2 separate regions of the Mus musculus genome follow, and region 1 is linked to region 2. Evidence: chromatin contacts called from public HiChIP or PLAC-seq data. All regions are on one chromosome and are shown on one strand. Each heading gives the region's core, a stretch centred on a gene start, on an enhancer-like site or on the middle of the called end of the contact. The rest is flanking DNA. Distances are from core to core; before and after follow the strand shown. Region 1 has its middle 44 kb from the start of Gm35039. Region 2 has its middle 23 kb from the start of Mir8120.

Region 1 (4,830 bases), core at 657-3,156, 250 kb before region 2:
CAGAAGGTATGGGCCATGTTAAAGGTATGTCTTCCCATCTCAAGATCCAAGTAAAAGACTGGTGTCTTCCAGGTTCAGGATCCAGATCAAAGGTGTGGCTTCCTGCCTCAAAGGTCCAGATTAGAAATAGATTCACCCACTTCAAACAAAGCAGACAAATTTTTACGGGCATGCCCTCCATTTCTGGATTGTAGCTCAATTCAGATATAGTCACATTGACAACCAAGACTAGCCACCACTCCATGTGTCCATGGATTCCGGAGCCTCACTGGGGGTTAGGAGCTCAGCCTCATCTCTCCTATAGATTAACCAATGTGGCAAACCTCCCTCCCAGGCTGTTCATCTCTATGATGAAGAGGAAGCAACTTTACAGTTTCAAAACCCCAAGAGATCTGAGTACCAAAAAGAAAAAAAATGCACTTATAACTTATGTGGAAGCAAAATATGTCCTGAAATGAGCACACTTGATACAAAGGTCATTCTTGAATTGACATAGGCTCCCTACATTCTATTTCTGCAACAGAGACATTTAGAGAAATGAACACAGGATGTGGCTGCAGATGCTATAGGGTGTCATGTAGCCAGAGGTATGCACATTCTTTGACTTTTTATCAGATTCCCCCAATTCTGCCATGCCTAACTCACCCCTGGGATTTGAATTAGGGACTGTGGATTTTTCAGCACATGTATTACCACCATGAAGTGTGCAGTTTGAATTCTGCAACGCTGTTTGGATCACAAGAAAGTGAAGAAAGGACAGATATAATGAAACTGGGAGCAGGTGAGGTTCTCTAACAGCTGCAACATGAAACCTCACTGTGTTTGCTAGGTACTGCACAGGGGAGGGGTAAGCTAGTTTTAGGAGGAGGTCTCTGAGGGTGAGCTGTCTCATGTCTCAGGCTATAAACATCCAGGAAGAGGAGGCCTAATTGCTCACACTGGTCAATCATTCCTAAACACTCATTCAGACTTTTTTGTTTGTTTGTTGGTTGGGGTTTTGATGGTATCCAAGAAAGGAACAGTCCCACAGAAGCCGCCTCTGGGCAGCAGTCAGCATCTGCCCTTCCCTTCAGTGCAGTGCAGTTGTGGATACCAAGAAAGGCTGTGGGGAGTCATCTTCCTAGCAGCACGCTATGGAATGCAGGCTGGCAAGGAGTCCCAGTGTTACTTTTTGGGGGAGATTTTCCTCATCCCACCCTCAACCCCTGCTTCTGGCTGAACCTGAAGTAATCTACCCCCATAATGGTCTAAGGCAGTGTGTGGTTCTCAACCTGTGGGTCAAAACCCCTTTGGGGGGATCAAACCGTTTTCACAGGGGTCACCTTAGGACCACCTGCATATCAGATATTAACGTTATGATTCAAAACAGTAGCAAAACTACAGTTACGAAGTAGCAACGATAATAATTTGGTGGTTGGGGCATCACCACACGATGAGGAACTGTATTAAAGAGTCACAGCATTGGGAAGGCTGCAAACCTTTGGTCGAAGGCCTGAGCCTTGAAATAGTGTTTCAAAGGATGGGCAACGGTGGTATGCCAGAGGGGAAACAGAGGTTGAGGTGGTTCTTCTTGTTGCTGACTCTACTCCAAAGCTTCCGATTATGTCACACGAGGTAGGGGCATGCGTCAGACAAGCAATGTAAGGCCTCTGGAGTGGGTGTCTGCTACAGGTGTTCATGTGTGCACACCCGTGGCCCACGCCTGTGCTGGGGTGGCTACCAGCCTCCCGTGCAAAAAAGTTCCAGCAAAACAGCTGGTGAGTGGAACTCTAAGTGGAAGTGATTTTCCTAGCACCATGACAACAAGACACCCTCGGAGCTAATGGCGACACTTCAGTCCTCGTCCTTCTCTGCTGGTTCCTGCTTACACTTCATGTTTCTTAAAATACTTGCCTGGCTGGCAATGTGGTGACTCACCTGTACCATCGCTGCACCAAGCCAAGTGGGAGGCACTTCCTTTTGCAGAGGAGTCGGGAGCCAGCCCAGCACCTGAAGCCTTTCATTCACATACAGTTCCTGTCAAGGGCGGGTGTTCTCATTCTCTGCCAAGGCTGCAATTGCCCAAGAAAGCAAAGCCATATGGATGTGTCAAGCTGCGGTACTTGGACTACACAGAGTTCAGGGAAATTAGGCAGATTTGCCTAGGTATCTCCTTCTCATCTTCAGTCCTGTGTGAGGTACCTGGGCCAAGTGCTGAAATAGGAAATTGCGCATGGAGTCACCATTGCCTGTGGTGCTCTGGGGCATCTCAGAGCCAGTTTTGCTTCTGGAATCCCGTGAATTCTGATGTACTTAAATGACTTAAAATTCTGAACTTGTGTGAATTGGAACTCACCCAATCTGTAATGTTAAAGTAGTAAAAAGAAATATTTGTCAAGAATTTTGCTGTCGACTAAGATTGTGTGTACCTTATATCTGCTTGGGTTCTGCGGGCTACACACTGTGTTCTGTATGCCCGGGAGTCAGTTCAAATCCTTGGTTCACTGATTATTAGCTGGGTGACTTTAGTCAGGTTACTTTGTCTCCTGGAATGTTCATTTCCTTGACTTTTCGAAATAGTGTCCTCCAAATTACATAAATAAAACGAGAGCCCATGACTACGAAAGCACAGTACAGGGGTAGAAATGTCTTGGTGCTTTCTGCAATTCCAGATGACCTGAGTTTTGTTCCCAGCACCCATGTCAGGGAGCTAACAACCACATGCAACTTCTGCTTCAGACTATCAGACAATCTCTTCTGGCTTTTATAAGCAGACAGACAGACAGACAGACAGACAGACAGATAGACATGTTATATAAAAATAAATCTTCTGGAGAAAAAAGAAAGATCCAGGATAGAGCAAGGCCAATGTATACTTGTGCCTTTTCCTGTCTCTGTGGGACTCTCTCTCTCTCTCTCTCTCTCTCTCTCTCTCTCTCTCTCTCTCTCTCTCTTTCTTTTTTTTCCGGGGACAGGGATTATCTGTGTAGCCCTGGCTGTCCTGGAACTCACTCTGTAGACCAGGCTGGCCTCGAACTCAGAAATCCACCTGCCTCTGCCTCCCAAGTGCTGGGATTAAAGGCGTGCGCCACCACCACCCAGCAGGATCTTTCTCATAGTTTGGAATGAGCACTAGTTCTGGCTACCCAGTGTTAACATCAATACATTTGCATATGTTGGTTTGCATACCTTTAGAACATAGTAAATAATTATCCAAGAAATAGATGATCAGGACACATACCCTGAGACCAGTGGTGGTGAAAATCTCAAGGAGAGATTTGGATGTGTCTTAGTTAGGGTTACTATTGCTATGATGAGACACCATTATCAAAATCAACTTAGGAGGAAAGTGTTTGTTTCACTATGGTTTGGTATAACAATTCATCATCAAAAGCAGTGAGGACAGGAACTCCAACAAGGGAGAAACCTGGAGGTAGGAGCTGACGCAGGGGTCATGGAGAGGTGCTGTTTACTAACTTGCTCCTCATGGCTTACTCAGCCTGCTTTCTTATAGAAATCAGGACCACCAGCCCTTGGGATGGCCCCACCCACAATGGTCTAGACACACACCACCCATCACTACTTAAGAAAATGCCTTATAGGCTTGCCTACAGCCTATTTTTTTCTTAGTTGAGGTTTTCCTCTTCTCTGATGACTCTAGCTTGTGTCAAGTAGACATACATTAGCCAGCTCAGATGGTCTTCATAATGTTATAAAATCAAAGACTCTAACTTCCAGAGACCTGTGGGTAGTTTCCTTCTGGAAGATCCGTTGCGATTTTCTGTATTATAAAAAGTTGTTTCTAACTACAGGGTAGACCAGCTGGTAACACACTGGCAGCTATCCACTCATTTTGCTGCAAGGCTCCTTTCTAATGCCCTTCCTCAGAAGCATCCTGCTTCCTCAGATCTGGCTCAAGCTTCTGCCGACTTCTGGGTGTCCAGCACAGAGATCTGGCTGTGTTTCTCTTCAACTTTCAGTGCTTGCTGTTTTCCTTCCTGTTTTTCTACCTGTTTAGGTCTTTTGGTCTACAACATGATGCTGGAACAAGACAGGACTTGAGTCCAGTCACATCCTTCACCCCTCTACCCCACCCTCTGTTTTACCTTTTTGTTTTCTGAGATAGCATTTCTCTGTGTAGCTCTGGGTGTCCCGGAACTCACTCTGTAGACCAGGCTGGCCTTGAACTCAGAGAGATCTGACTGCCTTTGCATTTGCCTTCCGAGTGCTGAGTTCAAAGGTGTGAGTCACTATCACTGGCTGTATTTCATATCTTTCAAATGAATCTGTGTTAGTTGCTTTTCCAGTGTGGTGAAGAGACACTGGGACCAAGGAGAGTTACAGAAGAAAGCATTAATGGGAACTTACAGTTTCAGAGGGTGAGTCCATGCTCATCATGGTTGAGCGCATGACAGCAGGGAGGCACAGGGCTAGAGCAGTGTGACACCACCATCCTGACAAAGCAGAATGGGAATGGATATTTATCAATTACACATCTGATATAAGGTTAGTATCTAAAATATTTAAAGAAGAAAAAGGAGAAGGAGGAAGGAGGAGGGGGAGGAGGAAGGAGGAACGGGAGGAGGAAGGAGGAGGAAGAAGAGGAAGAAGGAGGAGAGAGAAGAAGGAGGGGGGAGGGGAGGGGTGGGGAGGGGAGGGGAAGGAGAAGAACCACTACCACCACCCTAGATATCAAGAAAACAAATAACCCAACTTAAAAATGGGGTACAGACTAAGCAAAGGCTTCTCAAAAGATAAAACACAAATGGATGAGAAACAAAGAAATGCCCAACACCCTTAGTCATCAGGGAAATGCAAATCAAAACTACTTCAAGATTTTTATCTTGGCCA
Region 2 (4,543 bases), core at 1,271-3,770:
CACCTGTATAAATACATAATACAAACCTGAAACTTGGCTTGTCAATACAAGTCTACCTACCTACCTGTCTGTACCTAGCACTAGTAGACTACCATTGTTCTGCCCTTGTTTCGATACCTTGTGCTTCTTAATGCACTCTTTATGACTGCAGTGTTTTTATTTCTTCCTCGCTGAGAAAAGGTAAAGTTAAATCCAGAAGCCTTAAAGTCCTGGGTGACAGATCCGGATTGGGGCAGTCCATATCTGTAAAATGACAGTGCTCACCAATATACTTCATTGGTTCTTAGTAAGCCTCAGATTAGCTAGCAATATTTTAAAAATTAGAAAAATTTGGAGAAATTGGAATCCTAATGCCTCTGGGGGGAAAAAAATCAAAACATTACACAACAAAAGACCTGCATTTGTGTGTGGCTGGATTTTTGCAGGGAAATGAACATGTCATGTGAGTACCCATATCCAACTGACCATATGGTTGTTGACATTACCTCTGACAGAGGAAAATACTGAACCCCAAGACTAGAATTTCTGTACTTCCAACTTTATTCATAAAGTTCTCAATAAACACATTATTTAATCTTTCTATTTGGACTGTAAGTTTTCAAAAAACATCATCTGGTATTTTCCTTTCGCTGTGCATAAAGCAAGTGATTAAAATTTGTTTATTGAATATTAAATCTAGTAATATCCATAAACTTGCAGTAAAAACCAAATACCACCCAATAAAAATTTTATGTCAGCTGCTTATTAGCTTCTATAAAGGAAGACAGGCACCAAAACAGAGCTAAAGTCCTGAAACAGAGCTTTCATGCTGTGGAAAATCTGACTCTGGACAGATATCAGCTAAATAGAGCTTCATTTGATCAAGAGAATAAATGAAATATAGGTTTTTATTACCTCCACCAGTTGTCCACTCTAGTTATGCAGGGAGATCTAGAGCAGGCTACACTTTAGGGACAGAAAATCCTGCTATTTGTCCTCCCAAGTAATGATCATGTGTTCAGCAGCTGGGAAACGCTAAGCCCCTCATTTATTACGATACCAATAACTACCTTGTTGTGTTCCCAGAAAACCACAAAATATTTGGCATGGTTCAGGGCCACCATATTGAATAAATCCCATTGTTCTTTATTGCAATAATTCATTAACTTTAAAAGAGAACACATTACACTAAAGTATTTTCCATGGATTAACAGCAATAGCTAAAAGATTCCACACTCAAGCCGAGCCGTGTCTGATCCATCCAAGTAAATGGGAGCCGCCGGTCTGTAACTGAGAGCCGACTCCACACCAGGCCTGTCAAAGCCTAGAGCCTGAACACTTTATTTGCTGCCTGCCACTTTCTGTTCTAAATTGTGTAAATATTTAAAAGGGTCTGCATTTCTCAAGAACTCTGCATAGTTACAAAGGACATAGCAGACGCTTCACAGATCTTAGTAAATACCAGAATAGATCTTTTGTGTCAAGTTGGATATCTAAAATTTGGAAAATATTTAGAAATTTACAGTTATTCAAAACATTATTTGCTGAAGACTTAAAATATAAATAAATCAAGCTGACTATAAACTTTAACCTTTACAATAAACCTTTTTTAATTTGGACATTTTAAATCTCTACTTTGAAAAAAATCATTTGTACAGAGACTGGGCTGAAGTATATTCATGAAGGGCTTAGTTAGTAGATGAAGAACAAAGAATGTTTGAAAGGGAGGTTTACTCAGCAGAGAAAATAATTTGTTTTTCAATACTGGAGGTTTCTTTTATTTATAAAACATCTATTCAGTGTGTGGGCAAGATGAGACCTTCTTAGATATGCTAATCATTTTTATCTATTAACTAAATCTGGGCCTAAACGGACAGCCCTTGTTACTCATTTTTCTGGTTACTGTATTACTTGAAAATTCTATGACTACATTCTTGAAATGGCCCAGTTACTCCAGACTTGTGGGGTTTCCTGTGTGTTTGTAGTTTGTATTGACAGCTTTCAACTTCTATTGATGTTAAGCTGTTGGAAAACACAATTCACACATTAAAGAAGTCTGGTTGTACACTAGAAAGTTTTCTACAAATTGTGTGATTTTTTTTTTAAACCTTGAGGAGCCTTGGTGTCTTCATTCCTACACTTTAGAAAGTAATTGTGAGTATTTGCTAGGGAAGTCGAGAGGGTGGATAAAGATACAAGCATTTAGAGTTGTTAGATCTGCACTCCTCATATATACTAAAGAACTCACCTCATAAATTACTCACTTCTAACTTCATCTACATCATCTCTGTTTTGCAGACACAAGCTCAGGGAATTAGAAAACTTCCTCCAGATCACACACATAGATGAATGCCCCTTCTGCTTGTAAAGTGACCACGGGCAACACACAACTGCCATGAAAAGTAGTATTAGACTCAGACAGCACAAAGCGAAAGATCATCCCTAGCCGGGGGCTGCAGCTCCCATTTGCCTGTAGGAACAGCCTCACTATTTTGAGCTTGTACACTGTGCAGGGAATATGAGTCATCACCTTTCCCAACACTCCTCCACACTCCGACGTCCTCTGTTATGAATTACGTCCTAGGCGTCTTTATCGAGTTACTCCCTGTGGGTTTTCAGCTATCGTCATTGTCCTTGGGTCACATTTTTCACCCTCCTAAGTTAATTGCTTTCCTAGATCCTTCTATTCTAGCTCAGCAAGTAATGCTGCATCATTTGAAAAAGAGCAAGAAATTGTTTAAATTGTGCATTGGTTTACAAATGTTGCATTTTCCAATTTTATACCACCCCAGGACTCTACAACCTGCTGGGAAGACAGAGACCTGAGTACAGAGCAAATGCCCCCAGAAAACGTTACTTTCATGGACTGTTTTCCCAACAGCAGATTAATGGCAAGGCAGGCATGCTGGTAGTGGAGATAATGAAGGTGGCAGTCATGCAGGTGATGGTTGTGGGGACACTTTAGTGACACAGATAGCATACAAACTCACCCAGTTGTTTGTGCTCCAGCGTGTAGGATTTCATCCTAGTCTCTGGACAGCTCGAGTTTATATTATCATGATTTAAAATTTACTAATATACCATGAGATTCTCAAATAAACAGCATCTCTGTTTTCATCAGGTGGTAGAAGACTTTGTATATTTTGTTTTCCTTTAAAATTTAAAGCATCTATCCCAGTAGGTCTCTTTAACTTTACCATATTTAACATTTAACAAGATCTCAACTTATGACTTCACATGCTCACATTTCTAGATCACAGTGGTCCTGACAAGTGGCCAAGACATTTAGTCGTGGTGTTGGTAGTGGTTGGATTGGTTTTGTTGTTGTTTGTTTTTTAGGGTTTTTTTTTGGGGGGGGGGGGGATGAGAAAGGATCTCATGTGACATCAGGCTTGGCTTGGCCAGGCTCTCCTGACTCTATCTCCTGGGGGCTGGGATCACAGATATGCACCATCACACCCAACGGAAGAATTTTTCTTTCTCTTTCTTTCTTTTTTCTTTCTTTTTTTTTCTTTCTTTCTTTCTTTCTTTCTTTCTTTCTTTCTTTTTTTTTTAAAGATATGCTTGATTCTGACTCCAGAGAATCGGGTTGAAGCTAGAAGTAGAATCAGTAGCCCAGTGGTAGAGCCCTTTGGGGGTCCCAGAGAGACATCCAGGAACTGTGTGTGAAACTGGACAGGATGCAGAGCAGCCTTTCCAATGCTCTTTGATAGCGTGGTCTGTCCAGACAGTTTCTGCCCTCAGGCTCTCTGCAGCCTCCTCCTCGTCCATCTGTAAAACACAGGAATGCACCTCAGAAACCTCTATTTTGTGTGTCTACCCCCAAGGGGCCGGAGGCTGCTTCAGTTCCACACCATAAAATTGCCAGATCCTTTGCTCTAGGTGTGGTTACGAGAGCAAGATGATTATAATCATTGGGCATAATTTGTGTCACCCTACACCCCAGCTTTCCTTACACTGGATTGTCAGTCTGCTTCAAGAAAGAGAAAAAAAGAAAAAAACAAGCAAGCAGAAGTAAAAAAGACGTTTATTGAAGTGGGATCATTCTGTTGGGTTATTTGTGCATCTTAATAAATCACCTGCAGAGCTGCCATTTTGGCAGCATGAGCTGATGTCCTGGTAACATCACCATTTCCTGGATCATCAAAGAATTTCCAGCGTGCCAAACCTGTTGTATTTGTCCCTACTTCCCTCCCAAGTTCATTAGCCTCGCCCACATCTTCTAACCTTTTGCATCTCCAAGGTGCACCATCTAGTACAGGCAGCCATAAGCCCTGGTAGCTACTGACCAGGAAGAGACAGGGGTCTGTCTTCTGCACTGATGTAAAATACACAGTCAGTAGAATTTTCTTTTTCTAGTAGTAGGAATCAAATGCAGGACTCGGTGCACGCAAACACTCCACCACTGAGCTGCATCCCCAGTCTTAAAAATACGTAGCATATTTCCAAAACATCATGTTGAAAACTCAACCCAAATGCACGCAGCTCAGTAATCCTTGATTATTGCTTGTGAATAAGCAAGCATGGTAATATTTGGGGTGTAACAAACTAAATAAAAGATATT

What was found. HiChIP or PLAC-seq counts read pairs in DNA pulled down with a chosen protein or histone mark.
Region 1: a CTCF HiChIP or PLAC-seq map of the NIH/3T3 cell line shows a contact between it and region 2, with 7 read pairs. The contact joins two enhancer-like sites. A contact is called at or near these places in 1 of 15 datasets of contacts at CTCF or cohesin (the NIH/3T3 cell line), 1 of 484 Hi-C or Micro-C datasets (embryonic stem cells) and 2 of 115 datasets of contacts at active chromatin or transcription factors (embryonic fibroblasts and pancreatic cancer cells).

The regions. Positions count from the first base shown.
Region 1 is chr3:65,881,842-65,886,671 of GRCm38.p6, reverse strand. No RefSeq gene overlaps it. Among named protein-coding and RNA genes, the nearest start is that of Gm35039, 44 kb to the left of the region's middle. Within about 2 kb of position 1,906, at least 56 of the 459 cell types and tissues checked have an H3K27ac peak or open chromatin away from gene starts, as enhancers often do. A contact at or near this core is called in the NIH/3T3 cell line, embryonic fibroblasts and pancreatic cancer cells, where this site is marked.
Region 2 is chr3:65,634,123-65,638,665 of GRCm38.p6, reverse strand. No RefSeq gene overlaps it. Among named protein-coding and RNA genes, the nearest start is that of Mir8120, 23 kb to the left of the region's middle. Within about 2 kb of position 2,520, at least 59 of the 459 cell types and tissues checked have an H3K27ac peak or open chromatin away from gene starts, as enhancers often do. A contact at or near this core is called in the NIH/3T3 cell line, embryonic fibroblasts and pancreatic cancer cells, where this site is marked.